Linked DNA regions of Mus musculus: regions 2, 3, 4, 5, 6 and 7 are each linked to region 1. The links are chromatin contacts, called in public HiChIP or PLAC-seq, Micro-C and promoter capture Hi-C maps. All regions are on one chromosome and are shown on one strand. Each heading gives the region's core, a stretch centred on a gene start, on an enhancer-like site or on the middle of the called end of the contact. The rest is flanking DNA. Distances are from core to core; before and after follow the strand shown. Region 1 holds the start of Eif3a (eukaryotic translation initiation factor 3, subunit A). Region 2 has its middle 57 kb from the start of Csf2ra. Region 3 has its middle 38 kb from the start of Csf2ra. Region 4 has its middle 16 kb from the start of Csf2ra. Region 5 holds the start of Csf2ra (colony stimulating factor 2 receptor, alpha, low-affinity (granulocyte-macrophage)). Region 6 overlaps Grk5 (G protein-coupled receptor kinase 5). Region 7 overlaps Grk5 (G protein-coupled receptor kinase 5).

Region 1 (3,956 bases), core at 740-3,239:
AAATCATCAATATGAGGGATATTTCATTTCACTTCTTTTAATTTTCTAGTGGTCAACTGACTGTGGGCCTACCAAATAGGTAATGTTAAACACACTTTACCTTCATGACTATTTTCCCTTATGAATGTTTATGTACAATGTGTGTGCCTGGTGCTTGTAGAGGTCAAAGGTGTAAGATATCCTAGAACTAGAGTTATGGATGGATGGTTATAAACCATCTTATGGATGCTTAGAATCAAACCTGGATTCTCTCTTCAGGAGCAAAAAGTGCTCTTAACTGCTAAGCCATTTCTTCAGCTTCTATTTTACTATTTTTTGTTATGATAATGGAGTCGAGAATGTGAGAAAGCCTTTTCTGATATTTAGGCCAAGTTTCTTTTTATTTTACTGCTTGAGTCTTTCTTTAGCCTATGAAGTAATTTTTATGTAATTAAAAACTGCATGAAAGAACTATTTGCTCTTTATGTTTGGCTTTTAAAATTTGACTTAACTATAATATACACAAAGAAACCCTTTGATCATGCCCATAAAACAGTTGGTAAAGCTTGTAAATACTGGATGCTCTTTTACACCAATCCTGTCCGGGTACTTGTTTTGGAAGGTGAAAGTTCATGATTTAGCATGGTCTAAGCATTCTGGAGGAAGAACTCTTGAAATGAACTTTAACATATTTTTTATTGTTTTTAGTGTGCCCTGTATCTTTGAGTGGGTATGTTCATGTGAATGCAAGTGTTGGGTAAGCCAGAGATGATAGATACTCCAAAACTAGAGTTATAGGTGGTTATGAGCAGTCTGATGTGGCTGAACTAGAGTGCTCTGCAAGATTAGTATCTCTTCAGACCTTTAAATAGCTTTAAAATATTTCTCATTAATTTGTTTTTCGAGAAAGGTTTTCCTCTGTGTAGCTTTGGTCTATAGAACTCCCTGTATAGACCAGGCTGGCCTGGAACTAACAGGGATCTGCCTGACTCTGCCTCCTGAGTGCTGGGATCAAAGGCCAAAGGCGTAGATTCTCACCACGCTCAGGTTTTATTTATTTTTTAAGGTTTCCTCATTCATTGACACAGTATCTCATTAACTCACATGTCCCATACTATTGTAAAATATGTAATAAACTTACAATAATTTATTCTTTTCTTCCTGAATTTTCTCTGAACCTTTGTGTGGTGCCAGGGATTATGGAGGCCCCTGTGTGTGCTAGAGGAGCGCTCAGCCACTGTACAGCCACAGCCCTGAACTCAAGTTAATTTCCTACCAAGAGCCTAATAATTCGACGCGGTTTAAATGGCTTTCAAGCTCTAAGCATAGTAATTAATCTGTGAACACTACATTTGTTAGGTAGCAATAAAAGACATGGCTTGCAATAAGCCATTTCTTCACCAACACATTTCTTATATTTGTTTGTGACGTGAGCTGTATGTAAAAATCGATGACACTCGCGTATTTTCAAATATACAAGCCAGGTTCCTGGGTCTTCTACTCCCCTTCTTTCGGGAATCCTTGGGACACTAACCCTAGGAGGATACCAAATAACTCTGTTTATTATTCGTTTGTTCCCTCCCCTTCCTTGTCAATCAAGTGACTGGTGACCTATTTTTCAGGGATGAACACCACTGGCCAGCGATACGGGGTCAGCACTTCCGTTCAGTATTTTCAACCTTTCCAGGAGAGGTCCCGGCAGAGGCGATGCGACCCTAACGCGGCCTGCTTCCGCGCACGTCATTTTGGCTATGACTGTGTAGACACTGCCTTTTCTCGTCGCAGATCAGACCGCAAATTTCCCTTTCCCACTCTGTGTCCGCGGGGGGCAGAGGTGGTCGGAGAAAACGGTCCCGAAGGTTCCCTCCCGCAACCAAAGAACACCACAGCTCGCGCTGCTCGGCACCCAGCGCCACGTCAGCCCGCGCTCGAGACGCCAGCGCGCCTGCGCGCGGAGAAAGGCGGAACATGCGCAAAGGCCTGCCTCCTACATCCGGGGCTCGGGCGGCGGCGCTGCCGCCGCGAGGGAATCACGTGGTTCCTTCCTTTCCGTCTCTGGCCGGCTGGGCGCGGGCATCTGCTGGCGAGGCGCGTGGAAGCTCGCGCTAGTTCCCCTCCGCCTTCTCTCCCGGTCCAGGCCACTAGGGAGTTCGCTGACGCCGGGTGAACTGAGCGTACCGTCAAGATGCCGGCCTATTTCCAGAGGCCGGAAAATGCCCTCAAGCGCGCCAACGGTGAGTAAGGCAGCGGGTCGCGCCGCGCAGGGCCGGCCCGAGGCCTGGGAGTTTCGAGGGCCTCCGCCTGCTGCCCGCAGCCCGGGCTGTGGAGGCCAGTGGTCACGGCCGCCGCCACCGGGCCGCGTCTGCGCACGGCCTCCCTACTCAAGCGGGCCGCGGCGGAAGGCGCGGATCAGGAACCGTCGCTCTGGTGTGTGTTGAGTGGCTGCCGCCCGAGGCTTGCGTCGCAGGGCCACGGCCCAGCGGGTCAGGACTCTCGGGTCTTGCGATTCTTCGCTACGATCGGCCTTCTGCTGGCTTTTCAAACCCGCGGGCTGCTTGGGAAGCCCCGCGCTCCCTGCCGCCATCTGGGAGTGCCGGGAGGAGGAAACATGGCTCCCTCCCGGGGACAATGCACGCGAGAACCTCCGCTCCACCTCCCGCCGGGGTCGGGAGCCGGCTAGTCTACCTTCACTCCACCTCTCGGGCACGTCTGGTTCCTGATCCCACGCGGAGGCCTTCTGGGTCAGGGTCTACTTCCCTCACTACTAGTTTGCACTTCAGGCCTCTGCTCCATTAACTTGTTTCCTGTGGTGTCCTCCCCCCCACCCCCCGAAATGATGAGGGTCATTTCGAAAGTATTTCGAATCCAGTAAAGTTAGTATTCTTTAGGGATTTAAAAATGATCTACCCAGACAAGCCCTAGAAAGAGTGATTTCCCCAAGGTCACTTGGGAGTGTCAGAAAACTAAGACCAAGGTCTCTTGATATCCAGATCAGCTTTTTGTTTTTTGTTTTTTTGTTTTTCCTCCACCGCAGAGCCACTGAGTGCTATTTCTATTTCCATACGTGTGCTTAATTAAGCCTAGTGCTTGCAGGAAAGACTTGCCCGGATCTCTGACATTGTGTCGTGGAAAACTCGTGTGCGCATATCTGATCTGACCTTTAAAAATTGCTTTTTATTTTTTAAAATAAAACCTGATAATTCAGTATTTGTGCCCTTTTCAACCCTTCCAGTCCAAACTGGAAAAATAAACCATGTATGTTGCAGGTTTTTGTTTGGCAAGCTTGTTAGAAGTGGAAGTTACATTTTGTGAAAAGGCCATTTGACTCAAAACTTATAATAAAAGAATACTGCTGATAATTTTCAGGAATGAAGATGTGTTGGTTACATACATTAATATTTTTTGTGGTTAGGAAGCAGTCTGGAGTAGAATAATAATGCACTGTGGGTCACCCAATACCTCTAGTACTAATCTATTATTGAAAATAGAACTAGCTAATTTAGGACTTTTAATGTTTTGAAACTTAGAATTGCATTGTGCTGTAGAAAATGGAATTGGATAGACTTACTAGGTATAGCTATTAATATATGTTTAAGTTGTAACATTTAGCAGCAGTTACCATAGTAGTCTAGTTAAAGCACTACAGTCTTTGGCCTACATACATACATAGTAACATGCTGACCTTATCTTTCTCCTGTTTGGAATCTTCATGTGAACTTGGTTAATATTACAATAAAGTTTTAAAGTAGAAAGGTTACATAATGTGTTCTAAATTTCTTTTCACAGTTTCTAAGTTGACTTGATTAATGATGAGTAAGCTGGGGAGAGTGTTAGCAAAGTAGACTAGGACTTTGTGGTACTGTGTGGCTAACTTGGGTCTTGGTGCATTTTCCCTAAGGCCCGTATTGACTTCTTGCTGCAGCCCCATTACAGTTTCCCAAGTAGCAAGTAGTGATGCCTTAGCTTCCCAGGGATTT
Region 2 (3,956 bases), core at 646-3,145, 490 kb before region 1:
TGTGATCACTTCTTGCAATCTTAAGGTTTGAAAAGAAAGATCGTTACACCCAGAAATTCATACTTCATGAATGCCTGGATGCATATTTTTCTATGTTTATGAGCTAGGAATGTTAAGGTAATTAGAAGGCAAGGTATCCAAATGTTTTGAAAGATAAAATCCAAAAGCACTGTGGCTTCATGTTTTACAGTGTTCATGTACATTCACTGGCTTTTATGTTTTATAATGTTCAGTTCTCTACTCTCTTTAGAGTAAAACATATTTGGAACATAGGCAATCAATTGATATGTTTACATTCTATGAATAGTGAGGCTATCAATAATAGTGGTGACTGCTTACATTTCTTGTCACTGGCGTGGATAACATTTGTGGTGTGGGATAGTTGGGAACATTTGAGAACAGTGACACAGGAGTTTTCTATTAGTTTTTTTCTCATTATTTAAGAAACACGTCTTCTCTTTTCATGTCTAAGTTAGCTAATCTCTGACCACTTTATGATATTTCTATCTTGGGAGACTTCTCTCAGTAATTTTAGTAAATATAAGCGTACATGTTACCAATGTGGTATCAATACACATTTTGTGGATTGCTGAGAATTGTTTGAAAACACAGCCCTTTATATTATGAGGCTACACAGACAGCTTAAGTAACTGATGTTTCCTAAAGTTTAGTTGGAGGTTGTAGTTTGAGCATTACACAAGGTCTATTCCCAAAATTCTTTTTGTATTAGTAAAATTTTTAATTGAGATTTTTTTGTGTGATAATAAAAATATTCTGTGAGGGCCTATTTTATAGAGCATATAATGAAAACACCATAGGGGTAAATTTTTGGTGAAAAACTGATTGTATTTACCTCAAATTTAATCATTAAATATATAGGTGTATGTTTAGCATTTATTGATAAATTATATGAAACAACAAGGATGAGACAGGAGATATTATTCTTTACATAAACATAAATACAATATGGCATTATTCCATTCCTACTTATTTGTGGACCACTTTTGTTACAAAAGAGGAACATATTCTATAGAAATTACACTAAAATCCCTCCTATGTCATAAACATAATATGGCACATACAAATATCACTGAAATTTCCTTATTTTTCTACTTCTCAGTAGGATGCTAGTGTTATTTTAGTGTAACTGTAAAGGTTATCAAAGATGTTTCATGTAATCTCCCCCAAGCCTGAAGCAGGCTGAGCCAGACCTTGACCTTTTCTACCACATTAAACCCTTCAGCCTGACTGCAGCAGGTGTGCATCCTTGCCTCCACCAGCGCAGGTGGCAGTTATTAATCTTCATTGAGGAAGCATTCTAAGTACATATTGTGGCTTTTGGTCTGATTCAGGAATAAGGTTTGCTATGAGGGCCGGACAGTCTAAGACGGGCACCCAGATCTCAGAATCATATCAATCTAGACAGAGGTACATGCCAAGAGGCCGTGGTTTATTAATAATACACCACAGAGCCATGTAAAAAATTGGAGGAAAAGGTTAATGTCTTAGAAGTAGTAGTCTTAACAATAGGGCAGGACATAGCACATATTAAGGCTATAAAGGCAGAAATTTCAGATATTAGCAAAAGCTACTTGGACACTTGGAACATTGATGAATTGGCCAGAGATTTAAAAAAATAACCTAAGTGCATTAAACCCCCTGGATTGGGTTCAATATATATTCCTACTTGCTATTATTATTGGCACTATTTTATTAGTAAATCGTTGTGTTTCCACTCATCTTTAGAGCACTCCTGAGATCTGTAGTTACGATGAGGCAGGATGTTCTGGAAATTCGGCAGAAATATAAGAAAGGGGGAGAATGCTACGCACACTCCAGTGAAGTTTGCTTGGCAGGCCGAGAGGCCTGGGAGTACTCACGAGGCAAAGAGTTTCACGGAAATTCACCTCCTGGAACTTTGGCGTTCTCATACTCATACACTATCCCTGTTAGTCTTGGTGTATGGATCCCCGTGCTCTCTTTTAGTATTATCTTATTATAAGTGCCTGTTAAGACTGAATTCTGACATAGCTAAGCCTTCACCAGAGTTCCAACGTCCTAGAAAGACCTTGAAGCCAACAAACTTGGAATTCAGTAGGAATTCAGTAAGAAAGTTATCTATTCAGTAACTAATTAAGCATTACAAAGGACCAAACCGGAATAGCTCAGGGCTAGTGTGCAGAGTGTTTACTTGAGGCAGTAAACAGTCTTACCCAAACACAATGGCCTAGCGAATAGGTGGGTTTACCATGAGAAAAGTTAGGGAATCCCACTGAGAGCAGTTTCTTCACTAGGCCCAAAGAAATCAGGCAGAACTATAGAGCATAAATAAATTTTATGCCTCAGTCCAGCTTTTTTTTAAATATTAATAACAGGGAGGAAATTGTAACCTCCCCCAAGCCTGAAGCAGGCTGAGTCAGACCTTGACCTTTTCTGCCACTATGGAGATTACCTAAGATGGAGCCTTCCTAGATCACTCTATTGTTCAGCCACTGCTGCTGTTCCTCTTCAAGATATTGCTACCTGCTGAGAGGCCGCCTAGCTATTCCTGAGACTACATCCTATCCTGTACATGGTCACCTGCAGCTGGGCTCCAAAACTGAATTGGCGGGAATGGGCCTCCCCCCTCCTTTATAAGTGCATTCGCCATTAAACATTTTGAGCCTTGATCAGGAACCTTGTCTTGGCTCCATTTCTCTCTCGCCTGCCTAGTTCCCCTCTGTTTTCAGCCCCAGTTTGCCTCCCAGGTAAAACTCTGTTTCTTATGAGCTGCAGGCCGGTTTTCAACAGTTTCATAGAAATTAAGTTATAATGATGAGAAGTCACCAGAGTGAACATATCACATTCCTTTGTAAATAGAAAGTTGATCAATGATACTTTGGTGGTGAGGCAAGCCATTTTTCTCTGCATTAAGAACCTGGCAGAAGTGTATACCTGCATATTTGAAGGGAGGATAGTCTTTAACAAAGTATCTTATAAAACACTTGGATGTATATGGGGCTGTGAAAGGCAGCCTATTTTGGTTGAATGAGGCTTTCTCTGGAGACCCAGTAGGAAACTCTACAAGGGACGGAACAGTGAGCCATGTTCCCAAAGACAGGCGCCTGACACCACAGAGCCCCCAACTCCATAATTTTGTGACTATAAGAACTCAGACAATGTCCCAAGCTTCTGGCATTCTGGCTAGACTCCACCCCCACAGTTACCTGACTATAGGTATGCCCCTTCCCACAGTTACCTGACAACAGCAAGGTAGCCCAGCCCACTATAAAAGGAGCTACTTGGCCCCTCCTTGCTCTCTTTAAGCTCTCACCTTTCTTATTCTCATCTCTAGCCCTCCTTCTCTCTCTCCCTTCCCCCCTCTCTCCACATGGCCATGGCCAGCCTCTCTCCCTCTTTCTACCTTCTCTCTTTCTCCCTGCCTTTCTACAATAAAGCTTTATAACCATAGACTGTCTCTGCTTATCAAGGCCTGCTGTGCTTGAACCATGGGATAGGCTTTTCCCTAATGAGCCACATCTAACCTCCCTCCAGAAGGCCTTTCTGTGTTCCAGCCACGGACCAGACCAAGGATTCTCACCCATGTGGGAACCACCCCCTGCTCTCTCCTCCCTTTGTCCCCAGGGCTGACTGAGCCAACCCCAGGGTTCCCATTTTGTTCTCAGCTCTTCTGTGGTGTCCAGCAACATCTGGAATGCCTGAGATTGAGAACCTGTTACCTAGGACTGCCCCTTGTCCATCCCCCAGTCAGCTGGGATTCAATGGCTTCCCACAGCCAGACACCTACCCAGGGCCAAGTGGAAAGCATGCGGCAGTCTTCTGCAACTGCCTGCCCAGAGCACTGGAACTCTGGTGAGACACGTGTTTTCTCCCACTTCCTTTATTCCCCCACACCCACTACCCTGCAGATGTATTGCCCTATTATGACCTAAATGAAACTTGCTCAAATACATACA
Region 3 (3,956 bases), core at 923-3,422, 480 kb before region 1:
AACATTATGAACTAACCAGTACCCCGGAGCTCTTGACTCTAGCTGCATATGTATCAAAAGATGGCCTAGTCAGCCATCACTGGAAAGAGAGGCCCATTGGACACGCAAACTGTATATGCCCCAGTACAGGGGAACGCCAGGGCCAAAAAAATGGGAATGGGTGGGTAGGGAAGTCGGGGGGGAGGGTATGGGGGACTTTTGGGATAGCATTGGAAATGTAATTGAGGAAAATATGTAATAAAAAATATTTTTAAAAATCTAATTTGATTTCTCCTAAGTGCATCTCTTAAGGGAGCTTAAGCTATGTAGTATTGACAGGACTCTCATGGAGAACAGAATGGCTCACACCCTACTATTCAGAGATATGTGCACAGGTCATGTTTCTTTTATAATTGATTGATTTGTTGATTGGTTGATTAATGTTTATCCACATAAATGTTCAGACTCATAGATGTATGCAAAACAAAAGTATTCCTGATGCCAAGGATAAATGACTGTGTCAGATAACGTGGAAGTCTGAATCTCCATCTCTCAGCATCAGTTGAATGTATGTAGTTCTCCACTTAGGTGTGTGGACATGTGAACATTTCCCCCTTCCTATGGCATGCCAACTGGTCATGTCATTTTGTAAGTCTTACTTAGGTGACTCACCTGTTAAGTTGTCTCAGGTGCAACTCCACTATTACAGAGAAGACGCTGTTTCTCAGCAGGCAACTTAGTCCTCCAGATTTTACCATCTTCTAGTCCCTTTACATGTTCTCTGAGCTGTGGGTGCAGGGGCCATGTTGTGTGTATATCACATGGGTTCGATGAGGGCGGGAGGGTGGCCGGCGGGCGGGTGGCAGCGAGCACCAGAAAACAACAAACCCCAAGCGGTAGTGTTTTTAAAATGAGACCTAAATGGAGTGGAACTGAGATCGCGAGCCACCCTCCTCTTCCACCGTGCTTAGATGCTCCCTTCCCCTTACTGTAGCCCCTTCCCCTAATTGTGCCTGTTCCCTTGCCCCGCTGACCGATTCGCTAGCCACGTACTTTGACTTAGAGAGTGATTTCGCCTGTTTTCACAGCTCCCTGTCATACATTCGTTTTTGGGTGTCTGAGTCCAGCCCGCGTTCGCTATGTTCGGGTGGGACGATGGGGACCGTTTGTGCCACTCGGGAGAAGTGGTGAGTGGGTACGCTGCTCCATCATGCGTGCGTGAGTGTCGTCCCCCACCCCTTCCCCTTCCCCGCCCCCCCCCCACCCCCCCAAGCTAGGGAGGACCGTCGGGAGAGACGGAATAAGTGAGTGAATGTGGCGGCGCGTGAGCGATCTGTATTGGTTTGTTTAGTTGATCCAGACCGTTGTTGACGGGCGACACCTAGTGTTGACAAGTTTCCGCAACGCTCCTGCCTTCTCCGGTTGGTGACACAGGACAGGGAAGTGCCTGCGATGAGGCGGCCAGGGTCGGGCAAGCAGGCGGGTGCATCTCGGAGATAGAGAGTCTCTACCAAGGAGGTTGTACCGGGAGATCTACAGGGCAGGGGTTGTTGCTGTACGCCCTATTAGGAAAAATGGTAGGGTTGGTGGCAGCTTGATCAGGTCGACCAGAAGGCTCAAGTCTTGCCCCTGCCCCAGAGATTTCTTTTTTCCTTCTCCCCTAGCACCCTTTCTCCAGGAGTCAGTGAGCTCTGGATTTCTGAGGCTGAAAGGGTGCTATGGCCCCGACTTGATAGATGACATGGAAAGAAAGAAACCAAACACAAGCCCACTAGATGACAAGTGACAGCAATCACAGCTGAAATATAACACACACACATACAAATTCTGTCATAAAATCCAACGTGCCTTCATGATCAAAGTTTGATAGTCAATAGTACTAGAAGAAAAATATGTCTGTAAAATAAAAGCCAGAACCTTTTCTGCTTTGTCTTATTTTGCTTCAAAGTAGGGTTTCTCTTGGTGTACCTCAGCAGCCCTGCCTGGAATTTGCTCTGTAGGCTTGGGTAGCCTCAAACTTACAGAGGTCCTCTCTGCCTGCCTGCCTCTGCTACCCATGCAGCTGGGCAGAAGCTACAATCTTTTTTCTTTTCATTTATTGGTTATTATTATTATTAGTTTTCAATGTATGTATTTGTGTGCTCTATCTGCTGCCTATATGCCTGCATGCCAGAAGAGGGCACCAGAACCTAGGAGAACCCACCATGCAGGTCCTGAGAATTAAAAGAAGAAAAAAGAAAATTCTTATCACATAGAGGGTAAATATCTGGCCGGCTCTTGTAGTGCTGTTTAAGGCTTACTGTAAATAATAAAAATTGTGTGTCTTTTATCCAAAAACAGAATGAACGTGTTGTGCCTGTGTGTCTGTTTCTACTTCCTTGTTCTGTCACTCAGTTGCACATTGACCTCACCAAGATGGAAGACCACATGTGGATGGCAGCCATCTTGTCCACTGACAGACCTCATCAAGATGGAGGTGGCTGGCCATCATGTGACCTACTGTTCCAGGTTGCTTTTGTTTCCAGGCTGCCTTTACCAGCCTCTAGGTGGCCCAGTTTGCATGTGCAAAGCTCATGACAAGGAAGCTCCCAAAAACAGCCAGAACCCTAGACCATCCACAGACAGCCTCATGGTTTTTTCTCCTGCTTTTGTATAATACGTTAAAATGCCAGACCCTGAATCAGTCATTCTAAATTCTTTTGGTTAATTTTAATTAAAATGCATAATAAAAGATAAATATAATCAGTCATCCTGGAACTCCTTTGATGTAACTCAGTCTGTAGACTAAGCTAGCTGCAAAATTACAGTGATCCACCACCTCCCTCTGCTACCACCACTGCCTGGTAAAAGCTAGAATCATAGAAAGAAAGGGGAAAGAAAAAAAAGATAAGAATCTTAGCTGGTCATAGTGGTGTACAACTTTCATGCCAGCATTTGAAAAGCAGAAGCAGGCTCTTACAGGTTACAGTCTGGTCTACAAAGTGGGATCCAAGACAGCCAGGACTGCTTACACTAAGAAACCCTGTATGAAAAAAATAAAAATAAAATTTAAAAAGAAAAGAAAAGAGAGAGAGAGAAGAAAAGAAAAGAAAAAAGAAAGAAGATAGAAAAGAAAGAGAAACAGGAAGACTTAGGAGATAGTTTTAGTTGATTCGTGATATCATTTCTCTTCATAGGCAGGCAGGCAGCCATACTTGTTTGGTTTGGTTTGGTTTGGTTTGGTTTGGTTTGGTTTGGTTTGGTTTGGTTTGGTTTTCAGGAAGTGTAGCCTAGGTCATATACAAGCACAGGCACAAGAAATAAATAAGGATCTCTGAAACACAATTCTGGGGGGGGGGGTGCTAGCTTGGCCATGGAGACACACACACACTAATAAAATCAGGTCGTCAGGCATCTTGGCTAGCAGGTGTGTGTGTGTGTGTGTGTGTGTGTGTGTGTGTGTGTGTGTGTGTGTGTCCATCTGTCCCTCTGTCTGTCTGTCTGTCCCTCTGTCTGACTGTCTGTGCAGAACTGCATATGTCCCAGTACTTATCAGTCAGGGCCACAATTCAGGTTCCAGAGCTGAACTGTGACCTAGAGTGAAGATCCTACAGGGTTTCTATGCCTAAAATCCACAAAACATCTATACCAAGTTATTCCACCAATCTGGACTTAGGGATAGGGGAATTCCTTAGAAACATATCTTTGTTATATACTTATCCTGCTCCCATTAGTTGGGGTACTTGACTGTGGCAGGGGGACTTGCCTTGTCTAACATTCATGTCTTAACTTGCAAACCAGGAAGTCAGTTGCCCACATACAAGTCTCTTTCTTCCAAGTAAGATGTCAGTTCCCTGGGAGGCCTTGGGAACTTACACTTTACTCACTCACACCCTACTCAAAATAGAAGTCTGATTCCAAGTAGTCTCTGCACTGAATAGGTGCGGGTGTCTCTCTTGTGTTGGGGGTCCATCCCCAGGGCAGCTTCTAAGAGCAAA
Region 4 (3,956 bases), core at 471-2,970, 450 kb before region 1:
AGAATATCATCCTGAATGAGATAATCCAGACCCAAAAGGACATGCATGGTTTGTATTCACTTAGAAGTGGATATTAGTAATAAAGTACAGGATACCCACACTACACTCCATTGTCCCAAAGAATCTAAACAAGAGGGAAGTCCCAAGAGAGAATGCTTGAATACACTTTAGAAAGGGAAATACAATAGTCATGGGAGGCAGATGGTGGGAGAAAACTGGGTGCAAGAGGGATGGGGTGGGAAATAGGGGGTTCATGATCAGATGTGGGAGAGATAGTACAGAGGAGCAGAGGGCCAGGAGAATGAATGAAAATCTTCAGCTTGTGGGGATAATGGAGTAAGGGGCATCTTAAATCTTGCCAGAGATCATGAAGGGGTGAGGCTCCCAGAAATAAATTGTGGTGAACTTCACTGTGACTTATAGCTTTGGGAATATGGAACTGCAGAGGCCACCTCCTATAGCTGGAAAGAAACCCCATTGGAGTGATAGGGACATCAACACACCCTCAAAACTTTGCACACAAAATTTACTTTGTCCACAAGAAATACATGCATGGGCAATGGACCAGAAACTGAGGGAATGGCCATCCAATAACCAGCCCAACTTGAGACCCATCTTATGGGCAAACACCAATTCCTGACACTATTTTTAAAAGATTTATTTATTGATTTATTGATTGCATATGAGCACACTGTAGATGTACAGATGGTTGTGAACCATCATGTGGTTGATGGGAATTGAACTCTGGCTCTGCTCACTCCAGCCCTGCTCGCTCCAGCCCAAAGATTTATTTATTGAATCTAATTACACTGTATCTGTCTTAATACACACCAAAAGAGGGTGCCAGATCTCATTATGGTTGGTTGTGAGCCATCATGTGGTTGCTGGGATTTGAACTCAGGATATTTGGAAGAGCAGTCAGTGCTCTTAACTGCTCAGTCATCTCTCCAGCCCAATCCCTGACACTACTAATGATGCTTCATTATACCTGCAGACAGGAGTCTAACATAACTGTACTTCAAGAGGCTCCATCTAGCAGCTGACAAAAACTGATGCAGAGACTCACAGCTAAACATTGGATGGAGCTTCAGGACTATTGTGGAAGAGTTGGGAGAAAAATTGAGGGCCTTGATAGAGATAGAAAGTCCACAGACAGACCAGCAGTGTCAACTAACTTGGACTCTTGGGGACTGTCAGAGATGGAACCATCAACCAAAGAGCACTCACAGACTAGACTTAGGCCTCCTGCACATATGTAGCAGATGTGCAACTTGGCATGTGCACTTCCCAACAACTGGAACAGAGATTATCTCTAACCCTTTTGCATGTCTGGGGACTACGCTTCCCGAACTGCATTGAGTTGATGTGCCAGGGTCAGGGGGCCGCCATCTTATCAATGGAGAAGTGGAGATAAGGGGGAGGACTGTGTGAGAGGGCTCAGGGGAGGGGAGAGCAAGTTGGGATGTAAAGTGAATTTAAAAAGTACTCCATTCACCAGAGTGTCAGATTCCCATGCCATCCTGAAACAAAGGACACTAATATCATCCTACTTCAAGGGATAGAGTGAGGAGATTATGGCCTGTTTGAGGTTGAACAGTATTAAGTGTTACCCTCCCATTTTAAATGGAGGCCAATGACATTCCTCCAGGGAGCATGAGTGCCTGGAACATTGAGATAGAATCTGCAGTGTCAGATGAGGAACTTTGTTCAGAATAGAAACGTTGAGAAAGAAGAAGTGGTGAGTTTTAGATGCAGACAGTTAAGTGGGAGGGGCTGACTCTTCTAGCAATGAGGAAGTAAGAAAATGAAATAGCAAGCAATGAATGAAACACATTGGGAGAGGCCTAAGCTTCCTTCAATGCAGCAAATATGTCTTGGGAACATTTCTCCAACCTCCTTCTCGGGGGACCTTCTGTCTTGTAATGGTCCTGTTCACTTTTTAGTCAATCCAGGAAAAGTATGGTTCTCTGTAGGTCTTATTTCCCCACTCTTACTTCTGACATTAACTTCTAAGACTTTTGTCCTAACGTGTTCCTATTGCTGTCCCCTGGCAGCTGTGCTCTCTGGAAAGTTGGCTCTTCGACCTCTTGAACTACATACAGGTTTCTCAGTGTACACCAGGTTTCCAGTTTTTGTGAGCTGTCAACTATTCTGAGTTTGAATGTGTTGAGGCAGCTCTCATTAGGTGTTTTTTGTTCCTGAAAACAACTGCTAATCCCCATTTCTCTAAATAATGCCACAAAACTCCATGCTTCACCTATTTGATTGTTGGTGTTATTCTTACTTTGCTCTGTCATCAGCTTCATGCCTAGCATGAATAGATGATTGTTCACAACTACCCATAAATGGTTCTATATAAAGGCTTGACTTACTATTTGTGTGCTGAACTCTGAATTTCCTTAGTGGCTGTGTATAAAGGATGGAAATTGAAAGCCACCCCTAAAGCAAGGATATCACATATAAACTAATATCACCTTCCTAAGTTACTAATGTAGCTCCCTGGGATCCAGATGCATTCTGACTGGAGTATGTTGGTACCAAACTCATTGACCACAGTGCAGTTTTCCCTTTCTGTACCTTTCAGCACCTCTAACATTCTGTGACACAGCAAACATCATCTTCACCAGTGAATAAGCATGTTGCTTGCGGCTAAACTTATCTCGTCCAAAATTAATAACTAAGTTAATCAGGTTTTATTTGTACTGACACAGAATCAAGTATTAAATTATAAAATCAGAAAGTGAACTGATAGATATAGAAGGGGGAAATACAGCTTGAGATTGATATTTTGTTGTTGTTGTTGTTAATTAGTTGATGTTGAAATGGAGATCATATCTTGGATTATCAGCATGGGCTACTATCTGCTATCCTTCCAGGGATGGATACAGCATGAGTTTCAAGCTGAAACAGATACTTAGATGGGAGAATATGTCTATTTGTAAAAGTGGGAGTTAGTCTATTTTAGTTTTACTGTGAACATCAGAGAATAAGCAGAGCTATCTAAGTACCCATCTGCAAATAGAGCACAGGGCATACAGACATACTAAAACTCTGTTGGGGCCCTGACACTACCACATCTACCATAGTGGAGGAAGTTTCCATGAAGTCATCCTTTATGACACTATGTCCAGGAAATGGACAGCATTAGACTCTTTTCTTTTCTTTCCTTTCCTTTAAATTTTATTTTTATTTGTAATTCATTTTTTACAGTCCAGATTCCATTCCTGCCCCCCCCCCCACCATCCACCCTCCAACTGCTCCACATCCCATACCTCCTCTCCACCCCACCCTGTCTCCACGTGGATGCCCCCACCCCACCAGACCTCTAAACTCCGTAGGGCCTCCATTCTCTTGAGGGTTAGATGCATCATCTCTGAATGAACACAGACCTGGAAGTCCTCTACTGTATGTGTGTTCGGGGCCTCATATCAGCTGGTGTATGCTGTCTGTTTCATGGCCCAATGTTTGAGAGATCTCAGGGGTCCAGGTTAATTAAGACTGCTGGTCCTCCTACAGGATCATCCTTCTCCTCAGCTTCTTTCAGCCTTCCCTAATTCAACAACAGGGGTCTGTCCGTTGGTTGGGTGCAAATATATGCATCTGACTCTCTCAGCTGCTTGTTGGGCCTTTCGGAGGGCAGTCATGATAGGTCCCTTTTTGTGAGCATTCCATAGCCTCAGTAATAGCGTCAGGCCTTGGGGCCTCCCCTTGAAACAGCAAACACTTAACACTATCTTTTTTTTTCTTTTCCATTTTTATTAGGTATTTAGCTCATTTACATTTCCAATGCTATACCAAAAGTCCCCCATAGCCACCCACCCCCACTCCCCTACCCACCCACTCCCCCTTTTTGGCCCTGGCGTTCCCCTGTACTGGGGCATATAAAGTTTGCGTGTCCAATGGGCCTCTCTTTCCAGTGATGGCCGACTAGGCCATCTTTTGATACATATGCAGCT
Region 5 (3,956 bases), core at 810-3,309, 440 kb before region 1:
ATTTCCCCCTGTGCCAATGAGGTCAAGGCTCTTTCCCACTTTCTCTTCTACTAGATTCAGTGCATCTGGTTTTATGTTGAGGTCCTTGGTCCACTTGCACTTGAGCTTTGTGAAAGGTGATAAATATGGGTCTATTTTCATTCTTCTACAGACAGACAGACAGTTAGACCAGCACCATTTAGTGAAGATGCTTTCTTTTTTCCATTGTTTTTTTTTGGGGGGGGCGTCTTTGTCAAAGATGAAGTGACCATAAGTGTGTGGTTTTATTTCTGGTTCTTCAATTCTATTCCACTGATCAACATGTCTGCCTCTGTACCAATACCATGTTGGGGACAAAATAAAGGGGAGGCCTGGGGTGGGGGTGGGGGTAAGTAGGATAGGAAAAAGATACCCACACCCCGCCAGAGTTTCCCTATTCTCTGGTCAGTCAGGTGTGGGAGGGCTGCTACCTACCCTATTTACTCATCCCTGGGTGGGCATTCCTCTATCCCACTCTTCAGGGGGTGGCCAAGGGGCAGCCCTGCCACGGGACCCCCCACCCAGAGCTACTTTGCTAAAGCCACCAGGGTTGTGGGAGAGAGGGAATGGGGGAAGAAGTTCCCAACACTAACCAGAGTGTGCAGTGGGCCTTGATGGAGCAGAGCAGAGACTCTATGGTTTAAGAGCTTTATTATAGAAATTCAGGGGAAAGAGAGAAGGTAGAAGAGAGAGGAGAGGGGGGAGGGAGGAAAGGCTAGAGAGAAAGAGAAAGAAGGAGAGAGGAGAGGAAAGAAGAAGACAAAGAGAAAGGGAAGAGGAGAGAAGTGAGAGAAGTGAGAGGTGAGAGGACAAAGGAGTAAGAGAGCGAGGTGGGGGCTAAGCACCCCTTTTTATGGTCTTCCCTGTTGCTAGGTAACTGGGGAGGAGTTTAGCCTGAAGGTCAGATTGACCATGCTTCTCTTGGGGCTGTGGGAGGTGGTAAGGAGCATGAGGGAATGCCTACCGTGTCATGAGGGTGAATTATGACTATCGGGGTTCAGACCTCAGATCGACTGGAGACCAGCCTGCAATTCCCCACAATACCATGTAGGTTTTTAAAACTAATAAAATTTATCTTAAAACATACAACTCAGTATTGATATTTTTAAAGTCATTAAAATAATTCATAATAGTTTAAATGCCTCTTAAATGTACATGACATCTTCGGAAGCAGACATTAATACACACTCTACCAGTTTTTAAAATCTGTTTGGAACATTAAACACGACAGAAAATCTCTCATGAGTCCTCTGTGGACAGAAATTGTGACGAGTTCCTGATTTTACAGAAACGTCCATCTCCGCGCAGTGTGTGTGTGTGTGTGGCTTCACAGAATGAGCTGGGTGGAAGCATCCACCAGGCCCGCCTGACCCTGGGCTGTCTTGGGTGGGAGACTTCACAGCTGTCTCTGGGTTCTGGGTCCTGGGACCGTTAGGTGGCTTCCGTGATTTTAACTGTGGTGCCTGTGCTGTGTAGAAAATTGTCCGTTTCATCCAGATTTGGTTTTCCCCAATTTGGAAATTAACGATGACGCAAGGAGATGTGAACCTAAGGATCACCTGTTGAACCTAACCCTTATCAATATGATCAACAGGATCAAGACTTTGCATGTCAGAGTCTTCCCACTGTGTAAGCGCGTGCTCACATGTGTGGTCACACTGTGTGCATCAGGGTAAGACTGTCGGTGATGTCACACTGTGCTGAGTGGTCACACTGTGTCCACAAGGGGTCAGATGCAGTGACTGACGTCACACCGTGTGTAGCCAGGCTGTGTGCGTGGCAGTGTGACGCGCCCGAACAGCCACACAGTAGGCTCACGTCCCGGTGTGCTGCCCCACTGCACGAGGTTGCATGGCGTCACACAGCGGGCCAACCGCCTGGCGCGTATACTTACTGTGCGCATTTGACATCATGCTGCCTGCACGGGACACTCGGACCCCGCCCCCGGTGACGTCACCGGGCCCCACCCAGCCACCCACCCCTGCCTGCCTTGTTCCTTCCCCTCTAGGTTTCCCAACCTGCAGATGAGGAAGAGGAAGCGGGAGACAGACGGACAGACGGACGGACACAGACGCTGCGCCCAGGCCTCACCATCCATCGCAGGAAGCCCCCTGTCTCAGGTCAGAGCCCCTCCACCCCTTTCCACCTCACCCTGCCTGACATGACGTCACCCAGAAGCCCCTCCCACCTGGCCCTACTGTGTGCCCAGCACACCCTGGGGTTTAGAAAACGATGGGGCTAGGGGACGGAGAGACCGGAAGGGGGGGGCAGTGGGACATGCAGACCTACTGTGTGTGCCCTGGGTCTCGGGTACAAGGTCCCCACCACCCGTGGGTCTGAGCCCTGGGGATGGTTTGGGGTGGGGTCAGAGGTAACAGAGGCCAAGGGGGGCTTAGAAGCCGGAGTTGGGGGGCGTGGCCTCCGCCTGCCAATCCCCCGCAACCTCTGACCTCTGTGTAGTACTGGGGTCAGGAGATGTGGTTCACCTCCAGGAGTCAGGGGTCTGGAGATGGTGGAGTTGAGGCAGGGGGATGGCTTCAAGTGCGTTTCCTCCAAAGCCCGGGGCGGGGGTGGGGGGTGGGGGAAGCGGGGAGTTGCGGATCGCCCCTAAGCCCGACTGCGGAGACCCCGCGGACGCCGCCCCCGCCCTCCCCACTCCCCGCGAGCGAGCGTCCTTGGCCCGACAGGAAGTGGGGACTGGAGAAAAGGAAGTGGCTGCAGCTGAGCTTGGAGCACGGCGGGGTTGGGGAAAGGCGGGTCCAGGCGGCGGTGGAGCGTGAGGGGGAAAGGGTCTGACCTACACACAGTCAGGCCACAGGCAGGCAGGGCGACCCCCGATCCCCTCGACCGCCTCCCCACCGCGCGGACAAAGCGGGTCCACATATAAGCAAAGATTCACGGGGAATCAATAGGATAACGTCACCAAGAGAGGAGCTGAGACAGGGGCATGGCTCAGATGGCAGAGCCCAGCCTCTGTACCCACCACAAATCATGCTGTAGTGAGTGGGTGGGACGGGGCCAGAGAATGCCCCGCCCACCCTAGTGCGCCAGACAGGATAACACCTCGGCTCTGCCCACTCATCTGACTGACAGATGACGTCATCACATGCCATGAACATCACCCCCCTGGCTCAGCTCGCCCTGCTCTTCTCCACGCTACTGCTTCCGGGAACTCAGGCCCTTCTGGGTTAGTGACGCTAGGTGGGCGGGGTCGGAAGTCACGGTGGGCGGGGCCGCGTCCAACAGAGCCACCTCACCCTCCTCCCCCTTCCAGCTCCGACCACACCGGACGCCGGCTCCGCCCTCAACCTGACCTTCGACCCCTGGACTCGGACGCTGACCTGGGCCTGCGACACCGCCGCGGGGAACGTCACGGTGACGTCATGCACCGTGACCTCGCGGGAGGCGGGGATACACCGGCGAGTCTCGGTACGTGGGGGTAGGGAGAGAGGGCCTTGTCCCGCAATGATGTCACTTCCGGTCGTGACCCCAATGCGCTCCCCCACCCTCCCACTCCCTGTCCCCCCCGCAGCCCTTCGGTTGCCGCTGCTGGTTCAGGAGGATGATGGCGCTGCACCACGGTGTCACGCTGGATGTCAATGGCACGGTCGGGGGCGCGGCCGCGCACTGGAGGCTGAGCTTCGTCAACGAAGGTGGGCAGGGCCGGGAGCGTCCCGGTGACGTCATCGCTCGCGAACGCCGGCAAGCGATGACGTCACCGCCGGCAACCGGCGTCGTCATCGCCAGCAACCAGCGACGACGCCTGGCGACTTCCGGTCGGGCTCACGGCGGCCATCTTGTCAGGCGCGGCGGGCTCGGGGGCGGAGAACCTGACCTGCGAGATCCGAGCCGCGCGCTTCCTTTCCTGCGCGTGGCGGGAGGGGCCAGCGGCGCCCGCGGACGTCCGGTACTCGCTGCGAGTCCTCAACTCCACGTGA
Region 6 (3,956 bases), core at 741-3,240, 290 kb before region 1:
CTGGGTGGGGCTCCTTTGTGAGTGTGAACGTGGGTTATACAGACCCAGTGGAGTGTCTCCAAGGAGAATCCTAATTGAACCGGACAGTAGATGCTCAGTTAAACTGAGATGGTCCTCAATACTCATTTTCCATTTTGGTCTCATTTCAACCTTCAATATAACATATCTGGCAGATTCAGAAAGGGGAGGTGTCTTGGACTTCACTGGACAGAAAAGGACCTGAAGGTTGTCTAGGTGCCCTATTCTGGAGAGAGTACCTAAATCTCTGAACAACCAGTTCACACCCCATCTGTACATATTCTGACACTGAGACCTGTAACACTGCCACAAAGTAGTCGAGTATAGGAAGGAGCAGTGAGCAATCTTTGGTAGTCCAGATGGGTTAGCTGATTTGAGGCACTGTGTGAGGCAAAACTCAGGGTCTGATAGAAAACACAGCTTGGAGAGATGACTTTAGAGCTCCTAGGAGCAATAGTGGCTACTCACATCTGGAACGAAGGGAGGGTCCAACATCCCAGCCTCCAGGCGCTTAAAGTTCATGTTCCTGAAGAAAGGGTGCCTCTTGACCTCGGCGGCCCCCTCCTCCTGGCAGCCCAGCCTCTGCTTCGAGTCTTTGGTGAGCAGCTGTGACAAGAGAGTCTCGTGAGGTCATATGACTGGGCCTTTCCATCTGCCCATAGGCCAGAAGGACAAAGGAACATCTGTGACTGTAGCTCTAGCCTCCCCAGTGCCACCCCCTAAAACTCAGTCTGGAGGAGGATGTCTCCCCAGTTAGAAGAACTGAAGCATCAGCAAGGACAGGATCAGATCATATCTTTGTCATGCTTTCAGTTGCCCTGTGTATACTCTCAGGCTGGTGGCTCAGGTTAGAGCCTACCCTCTGGGCTTCTCTTTTCTATTTTATTGTATTTTTTATATTGTTCACTTATTGTGTGTCGATGTATGTGCCACAGCATTTGTATGGAGATCAGAGGACAACTTTGTAGAGTCAGCTTTGTCCCTCTACCTGTCACAGAGGTTCCAGGACTTGAACTCAGATCACCAGGATTGCATTAAAAAATGCTTTACCTGCTGAGCCATCTCTCTGGCCCCAAGTTTCTCTATTCTAGACATAAGTAACTGGGCCATGCTCCATCCATTCCAAGAAACACCAAAGAAGCAAGAATGTGCAGTAGCTGAGCCTGTTAATGCAGCCCCCTAGAGTCTACTGTGCTGGCAGATGGCCGGATCATCAAGGATAAGAAGATGAAAAAAAAAAGGATGAGGTAGGGCTGGGTTGCTTATCAGCTTCTACCAGGAAGGAATGGTATGTAAACGACACTTCTGCTTTCCAAAAGAAGTGATAGAAAATCAGGGTTTTAGGATAAAATATCTTCATCTGAAAAGCTTGGTTATTAAGTTAGTATTTGTCTATTTCTAAAATATACCACACAGGTGGAATAGAACACCCACCTATATGGTGTCAGGGATGGTATCAGGCGTACATTATCAAGAGAGAAGGTGTGGGTGCAGTGGGAGAAGACAGAGTAAGTTCCCTGTATGTGGGGGACCACATATGATCTGGAATGACTGGGAGAGTCAAATGGTGAAGGACTCAAGGGAGTGTGGAGAAGCTACAGCGATGGGGCACAGCAGGAGCCTCAGATTCAGCATTAGATCCAAGGGACAGGAAAGCTGGGTGTGTGGACATCTCTCTCAAGGGGCATGGCTGCCAAGATGGAATGGAGAACAACTTCCCTGCTGATTGTGTAGCTGCCTCTATGGTTTATAGGTCAGGTATTGCAGTAGCCTGAGTCAGCACCTGCTAAAGGGATAAGAGCAGAGTGGCCAGACTGAGATGCTGTGGCTTACAAAGTCCAGACCAGAATCCAAGACCCCAAGAGAAGACAGAGCAAGGCTTGAGGTTTCTGGAGGTACTTTCATGTGTACAATCATTTGGCACTTTTCAGCCAACACATTTCCCTCGGTGGCCACAAGGGGGCAGGAGAGGGACAGCTTTGGTCCTGGTTACAGCAAGAGCTTCAGCTCACAAAACCTGAGGTTGAAATGGAGGTTTGTGGGGAAGTGGAGAGGTGGTGATAGTGGTAGTGGTTAGAAGCAGAGATCATGTTTGCTCCATTCTCTCAGTATGTCCATGTCCCTATTGATGTTTCTTGAGACAGGCTTTTTGGGACTCCTGACCTAAGAATGTGATGCCTCTTATAGTCTTGTTACATCACGCAGACAGCTGACCATGACATAACAAGTACCACTGGCAGCCATCTCTCCACATCCCTAACCCCTGCTGTCTATCTCTCCACTACCTCATCCCGACTGCACCGCTGTGACAGTGCTTCTTTGAGACTGGTTAACAGGTTGTGGGGTTGTGGTCTACATGTTACATACCTTCTTCATCATGTCTTTGACACATGTCAGTAGCAGAGGAACACTTCCTCTTTTAGATATGATCAGAGGGCAGATCCAGCCCCACATCCTTACCACAGCTCTATACACAGAAGTGGCCAAGCAGGGGTGGTTGAAGTAGCCAAGCCCCCAGGGATCCCTGGTCCTCTGAATGTAGAAGCTTAGTTACTTCAAGTTTCTAGTCTTGGTCTTCTCTAAGCTCTACCCTGAGCTACTGGTATGTGTTCCCTTGAACCTTCCCAGGGCTACTTGGGGACTCAGGAATGAGAGGAGAGGCCCCTTTCAGGCCTCTGCTCTCTGCTCTCTTCTTTGCTGCTCAGGGTGTAGTATGGCTCCAGAGGAAGGTACTTTGCCACATTGGCTTACAAGTGTGTGTATCTAGGCACTTGAGGACAGAAAGCATCAGAGGGCATCTTCCTGTGGTGAGTCTTAGGAGACTGAGAGCCAGGCAAGAGCAGGAAGTAGCTGACTCCATACCAAACCCAAGGAAGGGCCTAAGGACCAGCTATGGAACAGTGTCCACCTTGGCTGAGGGAACCTTACAGCCCCTATCACTCCTTCCTCTTTAGCTGTCCAGTATCCACACCTGGCCCCAACACACTCCAGTCACTCTAATCTCTTCACTTGAAGGTCCTGCCCATCCACACATGCTGCCATACAGAACTTGAGCTGGGACCACCGTTCTACACAGTGAATGGAACACTGAGAATATGTTCAACAACTCCAAGGACTTTAACACCTCTCTTGCAGTCCTTGTCCTCAGTCCCCCGTGTCTAGAATCCAGAGTGGAGGGAATAGGAGGCCAAGTTCAAGGGCAGGAACTTGCCTGTGAACCAACTTGGGCTATCATCTTTATGCTTTGCTGACTTTTCTACAAAGCTACACACACTCATGGGTGTTCACGTCAACCCATATTCCTTGATTCACAGGGTATCCTGTCCAATATGCAGGTGTTGTAGGCAGAGGCTGGAGGCACCACTGGGCAGCAACCTATGAGCAGCATCTGGCTCACCGGGAGCTTACCATGTTGCAGATGGACTTGGCCTCTTCAGAGAACTTGGAGGAATACACTTCCTCAGTCTCCAGCACCCGGCGATCCACCTCTTCCCGCTTAACCTTCTCCTTGCGACCTCGAAATGGTGACTGGCCTTCAATCATCTCATAGATGAGGCAGCCCAGGCCCCAGTAGTCAGGGCTCAGTCCATATCGCTGGTTGTTCAGAACTTCTGGGGCTGAGAACAGGAGGGAAGAGAGTGGTAGACAACTAGCAGCAGAATGCAGCCACATTCCGGTGCTGCTCCTCATCTCAGCAGTACCCAAGGGTATAGCACTCTCATAGAAAAACTGGAGTTTTAAGCTGGGGCTACTTCCTTCCAATCTCCAACTGCAACCCAGCAGGTATGTAAACACCACTTTGTCCAGAGAAAGCCTTCCCTAATGGTGCTTCACTGTGCCCAATTCTGACGGTGGCTTCAGAACCCTGGTTATGGTGGATAGACACGTCTCCTCAGACAGAACACACAACATAGCTCTCACTGCTTTGTCCCCAGTGA
Region 7 (3,956 bases), core at 367-2,866, 260 kb before region 1:
GCAACCATCAACCAAAACCCTCTAAAACAGTGAGCCAAAATAAATATTTCCTTCGTGACATTATTTCTACCAGGAACTAGTCAAAATAACAGGAAACATATCTAATACGAATGGGTCAGTGTATTCTTATACTACCTCCACCAGGGTTGTTGTCACCTGGTCCTTGTTCCAGGCCATACTATTTTAATTACCATCAAGCCAGCATCCCATAGTGCATCATTAGGTAGGGAGCAGAGAGCATTTCCAAAGATAATTAATGGTTTTAGGAGAACCAAAGTGACAAATGACATTGAGGCACTCAGGGAAAAGTTTATCCTGTTCAATTCTCTTTCAAGTCTCATACAGCAAGTCTCAACAGCATGTTAGTATGTCATGAGCTCACCTCTGACACATACTAATCTCTACACACTAAGAGAGGTTCATCCAATTCAGAGCTTTACTTCCAGTTAGCTCATTCAATTAAAACATGACTTAAAAGAAAATTGCTTATTATTGTATTCATGGTCTGCACACATGATGCGATCTACGAAAGCTGATAGTATTGAATCTAGTGCTGCACTCACTCCCTTAATCCCACACTTAGATGACTAAATAAGATGATGCTCTGGTTTGAATCTGAAATGTCCTCAAAGGTTTAATGTTCTGAATGCTTGGTTTGTAGCTTGATAACTATTCTGAAAGCTGTGGAAGTTTTAGGGGGTAGAGCCTGGATAAAGACGGTAGGTCATAAGAGCCTTTGAAAGTTATACATGCCCTGGTGCCAGCCTGTACTCCCTGTTTCCTGGTCTTCCACAACATGAGGAATTTTTTGACTGTTAATTGATATAGGAGGGTCTGCCCACTATGGGCAGTAAGTACCATTCCTTAGGCAACTGATCCTAGGCTGGCATGAGTCTAAGTAAACTAAAGAGAAAGCCAGCAAGCAGTATTCCTCCATGGTCTCTGTTTAAGAGTTCTACTTGAGTTCCTACCCCAACTTCCCTCAATGATGGGACCTCAAAATATAAACCTAAGAAACCCTTTCCTCCTCTGCTTTTGGTAAGAGTATTCTGTTCAGAAACAGAAAAGAAACTAGAACATACCTCAAGGTTTCTCTACTATAGATGAAGCTGCCTTGTCATGCCTTCCCTGCTGTGTGAACTTTGAAACTACCTAAAACCATGAGCTAAAATAAACCTTTGTCTCTGAAGTTGTTTCTGCCATGCATGATGCATGGCAGGGATGCAAAAGTTACTAACACAGGCTCCAGGGCTTGGAAGTTAGCAGGGCTTGTTAACTATGCATCCTGACAACAAGGAGCTAGCTGACTGCCCTCAGGCCAGAGCTGAGAACCAGCTGGAGGTGTCTTGCTCAACATCCTGGTGCAATGTGTGGGGTAGAAAAAAGTACCACTGAGATGGTGCAATGAATAAAAAAGAAATGAAGAAAGAAAACTTGGAATCACTGTTGCTTTTCATATAATTCCTTTTCTTTTTTTCAAGTGGCTGTTTTCTCAAAGAGCCAAACAAACATTAGGGATAAATTTCTTTTGTGAAAAAGTAGGCTGATGGGTTGCTTCCCCCATAACAGGAACAAACTTCCCTGTTTTACCCTGTCATTGTTTATGGAAACAAAGAGGCAGCCCTATGTCGGCATAGGGCACTGAGAACAACATCCTGCCTGAGGACCTCTGGTCAAAAATAAACTCTAAATACCACCTGGGCTGGGCATTCCCAGCATCCCAAAGAGGAATACTACAGTGGTTCATGTCAATTGCTCATCTCACCTGTCCACCCTTCCTGTCTAGGAAGAACCCCATATAGGCCTTAAGTTCCTGCTCTAACTTCCCTCAGTGATAGATTATGTTCTGGAAGCATAAACTACAAACACTTTCCTCTAGGTTGCTTGTGTTCAGTGATTGTGAGTATGTGTGGGCAAGGGGCATCAATGCCCTAGCATTGAGTTTCATATAGATCCACTAATACTTTTCAGCAAAATTACAACTTAAGTGGGAGCCACCTGCCAAGCCTTAGTCATTAAGATTTCAATAATGCAGACCCAGCACAATGGTTTGTGAGCTCAATTAAAATGAGCCACAGCAAAATGTCCTATAGCTAACCCTGCTTAGGCAAGTTACTCAGGGCTCCACCCTGAGCTAGCTTCTCTTTTTAGACCTCAGCTGCCAGGTCTGTAAAGTTGTTGCATGAATGCTCTGAGAGTTGCTGGAAAGATCCACACAACTGTAAGAAGTCAGTTCAGTACAGTGCTATACTCCAAGGCTGTTGTGAAGAGTCAGGCCTGGTCCTGATCTTTCTGACAGACATCAGTGTTTTTGTGCTCCAGAAGAAGAATGGCTTACGAGACATCAAGTATATACCACAATTTGCTCATTTTCTCTCTACACACATCCTGTTTCCAGAGGAACATAGGACTTCTTAGAAAAGCATATAAGGCAAGCCAAGCACAAGCCATTTGAAAATAAGTAACAGGCATGAAGTATGAATTTCTTCAAAATATTATAAATGTCTCAAATGATTCTATCAAGAAAGTGAAAAGAAAGGGCCCACAATAGAGAAAATAGTTTCAAAACATTTATTTGAGACAAGATTTATATCTTGGACATGCTATTAGGAGATAGTTTCCTGAGTTCAGCCATCTCAGGTATGAGTCCCACCTTTCTGGCAGGGTCAAAACTGAGTTCTCCCATGCCCTGGAACTCAACTCCTATCTTGCTTCTTCAGATGTTTCATATTTGTCTGTTAACCAGTAAAGGATATAAAGAGAAAAGATGCTGTTATTCCACTATCTAAACTAAGACACACAAGTCATAAATATGTTGCTTGTCTTGGCTTAATTGACTAGGTAAGTGCAGCTTGCCAGTTCTTTGTTTTCTTATCATTCTAAAATTCTAGGCCAGAGTCCAGGAGGAGACCTGGCTGCAAAATCTGAATCAAGGCCCCTGAAACCAGGTGACCCAGATAAGGTCCAGTCACCAGTGTAACTACCTTACTTAACCCCTTGTATCTAGATATGATTGGTCAATGCAACAGCCTGCCCCACTGCCCCTTGATTTGTGTTCCCATCCTATAAAAATATTGTGCAACCTCCCTTTGGGGATGCACTTCAGATCCTGAACTGGTTGCCTTCCTAAGCGCTCAGAAAATAAAGCTTTCATTTTTAAGCTTCCATATCTAAAGTGAGTTTTCTTGGCTTCCACCCGTAACCCAACAATACAAAGAACTCTTACAAGTCAACAGCAAAAAGACAAACAACTAGCTTTAAAAATGGGCAGAGGATTTGAATATGCCCTTTTCAAAGAAAATATACAGATGGCCAATAAGCACAGGAAAAGACGAAACATTACTAGTGACCAGGGAAATGCAAATCAAAATCATGCCAAGAAACCACGTCATACCCACTAAGGTTGAAAAAATTACAGACAAAAAAAAAAAAACAAAACAAAAACAAAAACTGAAGGCCGAGGAGGTCAGTGGATAAAGTACTTATTGCATCTGCATAAGCATCAGGACTTAAGTTCAGATCCCCAGGACCCACATAATATCTGGGTGTGATGGGGACCCTGAAACTCCAGCACTGAGGAAGGAGAGACAGGGGGATTTTGGCTTGTTAGCCAGCCAATCTAGCCAAAATGGTGAATTCTAGGTTCAATGAGAGACTTGGTCTCAAAAAATAAGGTAGAGAGCAATATTAGAAGACACCTAAAATCAACTTCTAGAATCCAATGTACCAACACAAATATGTCTCACTAGTTCTATTTGTTCATTTGTTCACACACACACACACACACACACACACACACACAGAGTAAGGAGTGGAAGGGATAAAAAGGAGAAAGGAAGAAAGAAGTACTGATGAAGATATAAATAAATCAGAACTTTCAAGTGATGGTTACATGGTCTAATATAATTTATTTCATTTTCACTTTATATGTAGGAGTGTTTTGCCTGCATCTATGC

What was found. Promoter capture Hi-C pulls out the DNA fragments that hold promoters and counts their contacts. A called contact is a pair of places that touch in the nucleus more often than the background predicts. HiChIP or PLAC-seq counts read pairs in DNA pulled down with a chosen protein or histone mark.
Region 2: a contact with region 1 is called in an H3K27ac HiChIP or PLAC-seq map of trophoblast stem cells, with 8 times the contacts expected there. The contact joins the enhancer-like site here to the promoter of Eif3a in region 1. A contact is called at or near these places in 8 of 115 datasets of contacts at active chromatin or transcription factors (the 230-238 cell line, bone marrow-derived macrophages, embryonic stem cells and 4 more).
Region 3: an H3K4me3 HiChIP or PLAC-seq map of bone marrow-derived macrophages shows a contact between it and region 1, with 3 times the contacts expected there. The contact joins the enhancer-like site here to the promoter of Eif3a in region 1. A contact is called at or near these places in 1 of 39 promoter capture datasets (the C10 cell line) and 12 of 115 datasets of contacts at active chromatin or transcription factors (the 230-238 cell line, bone marrow-derived dendritic cells, bone marrow-derived macrophages and 6 more).
Region 4: an H3K27ac HiChIP or PLAC-seq map of bone marrow-derived dendritic cells shows a contact between it and region 1, with 10 times the contacts expected there. The contact joins the enhancer-like site here to the promoter of Eif3a in region 1. A contact is called at or near these places in 9 of 39 promoter capture datasets (the C10 cell line, the HPC-7 cell line, embryonic stem cells and 4 more), 1 of 484 Hi-C or Micro-C datasets (embryonic stem cells), 10 of 115 datasets of contacts at active chromatin or transcription factors (the 230-238 cell line, bone marrow-derived dendritic cells, bone marrow-derived macrophages and 6 more) and 1 of 9 other capture datasets (liver).
Region 5: a contact with region 1 is called in a Micro-C map of embryonic stem cells, with 7 times the contacts expected there. The contact joins the promoter of Csf2ra here to the promoter of Eif3a in region 1. A contact is called at or near these places in 10 of 39 promoter capture datasets (the C10 cell line, the HPC-7 cell line, embryonic stem cells and 5 more), 17 of 484 Hi-C or Micro-C datasets (B cells, CD4 T cells, LSK cells and 10 more), 21 of 115 datasets of contacts at active chromatin or transcription factors (the 230-238 cell line, DN3 thymocytes, Th17 cells and 14 more) and 2 of 9 other capture datasets (adipose tissue and liver).
Region 6: a promoter capture Hi-C map of pre-B cells shows a contact between it and region 1, with 4 times the contacts expected there. The contact joins the enhancer-like site here to the promoter of Eif3a in region 1. A contact is called at or near these places in 13 of 39 promoter capture datasets (the 3T3-L1 cell line, 3T3-L1-derived adipocytes, the C10 cell line and 10 more), 3 of 15 datasets of contacts at CTCF or cohesin (the NIH/3T3 cell line, large pre-B cells and pro-B cells), 4 of 484 Hi-C or Micro-C datasets (B cells, nephron progenitors, neutrophils and 1 more), 25 of 115 datasets of contacts at active chromatin or transcription factors (the 230-238 cell line, DN3 thymocytes, the NIH/3T3 cell line and 18 more) and 4 of 9 other capture datasets (adipose tissue, liver, macrophages and 1 more).
Region 7: an H3K27ac HiChIP or PLAC-seq map of acute myeloid leukemia shows a contact between it and region 1, with 2.1 times the contacts expected there. The contact joins the enhancer-like site here to the promoter of Eif3a in region 1. A contact is called at or near these places in 2 of 39 promoter capture datasets (the C10 cell line and liver), 5 of 115 datasets of contacts at active chromatin or transcription factors (T-cell acute lymphoblastic leukemia, acute myeloid leukemia, bone marrow-derived macrophages and 2 more) and 1 of 9 other capture datasets (pancreatic islet).

Annotation. Positions count from the first base shown.
Region 1 is chr19:60,788,726-60,792,681 of GRCm38.p6, reverse strand. It overlaps Eif3a (eukaryotic translation initiation factor 3, subunit A), which reads left to right and starts at 1,989. Exons shown (of 22, transcript NM_010123.3): 1 at 1,989-2,213. The coding sequence starts at 2,165.
Region 2 is chr19:61,283,435-61,287,390 of GRCm38.p6, reverse strand. No RefSeq gene overlaps it. Among named protein-coding and RNA genes, the nearest start is that of Csf2ra, 57 kb to the right of the region's middle. Within about 2 kb of position 1,895, at least 7 of the 459 cell types and tissues checked have an H3K27ac peak or open chromatin away from gene starts, as enhancers often do. A contact at or near this core is called in embryonic stem cells and trophoblast stem cells, where this site is marked.
Region 3 is chr19:61,264,022-61,267,977 of GRCm38.p6, reverse strand. No RefSeq gene overlaps it. Among named protein-coding and RNA genes, the nearest start is that of Csf2ra, 38 kb to the right of the region's middle. Within about 2 kb of position 2,172, at least 152 of the 459 cell types and tissues checked have an H3K27ac peak or open chromatin away from gene starts, as enhancers often do. A contact at or near this core is called in the 230-238 cell line, bone marrow-derived dendritic cells and bone marrow-derived macrophages, where this site is marked.
Region 4 is chr19:61,242,690-61,246,645 of GRCm38.p6, reverse strand. No RefSeq gene overlaps it. Among named protein-coding and RNA genes, the nearest start is that of Csf2ra, 16 kb to the right of the region's middle. Within about 2 kb of position 1,720, at least 87 of the 459 cell types and tissues checked have an H3K27ac peak or open chromatin away from gene starts, as enhancers often do. A contact at or near this core is called in the 230-238 cell line, the HPC-7 cell line, bone marrow-derived dendritic cells and 4 more, where this site is marked.
Region 5 is chr19:61,226,521-61,230,476 of GRCm38.p6, reverse strand. Csf2ra (colony stimulating factor 2 receptor, alpha, low-affinity (granulocyte-macrophage)) reads left to right here and starts at 2,059. Exons shown (of 12, transcript NM_009970.2): 1 at 2,059-2,138; 2 at 3,112-3,205; 3 at 3,293-3,447; 4 at 3,551-3,671; 5 at 3,823-3,952. The coding sequence starts at 3,112.
Region 6 is chr19:61,082,740-61,086,695 of GRCm38.p6, reverse strand. It overlaps Grk5 (G protein-coupled receptor kinase 5), which reads right to left. Exons shown (of 16, transcript NM_018869.3): 12 at 3,427-3,635; 13 at 487-624. It also overlaps a transcript of Zfp950 not described here. Among named protein-coding and RNA genes, the nearest start is that of Zfp950, 56 kb to the left of the region's middle. Within about 2 kb of position 1,990, at least 120 of the 459 cell types and tissues checked have an H3K27ac peak or open chromatin away from gene starts, as enhancers often do. A contact at or near this core is called in the 230-238 cell line, B cells, DN3 thymocytes and 10 more, where this site is marked.
Region 7 is chr19:61,050,356-61,054,311 of GRCm38.p6, reverse strand. The region is part of intron 4 of Grk5 (G protein-coupled receptor kinase 5); the gene reads right to left. It also overlaps a transcript of Zfp950 not described here. Among named protein-coding and RNA genes, the nearest start is that of Gm22520, 39 kb to the right of the region's middle. Within about 2 kb of position 1,616, at least 31 of the 459 cell types and tissues checked have an H3K27ac peak or open chromatin away from gene starts, as enhancers often do. A contact at or near this core is called in acute myeloid leukemia and bone marrow-derived macrophages, where this site is marked.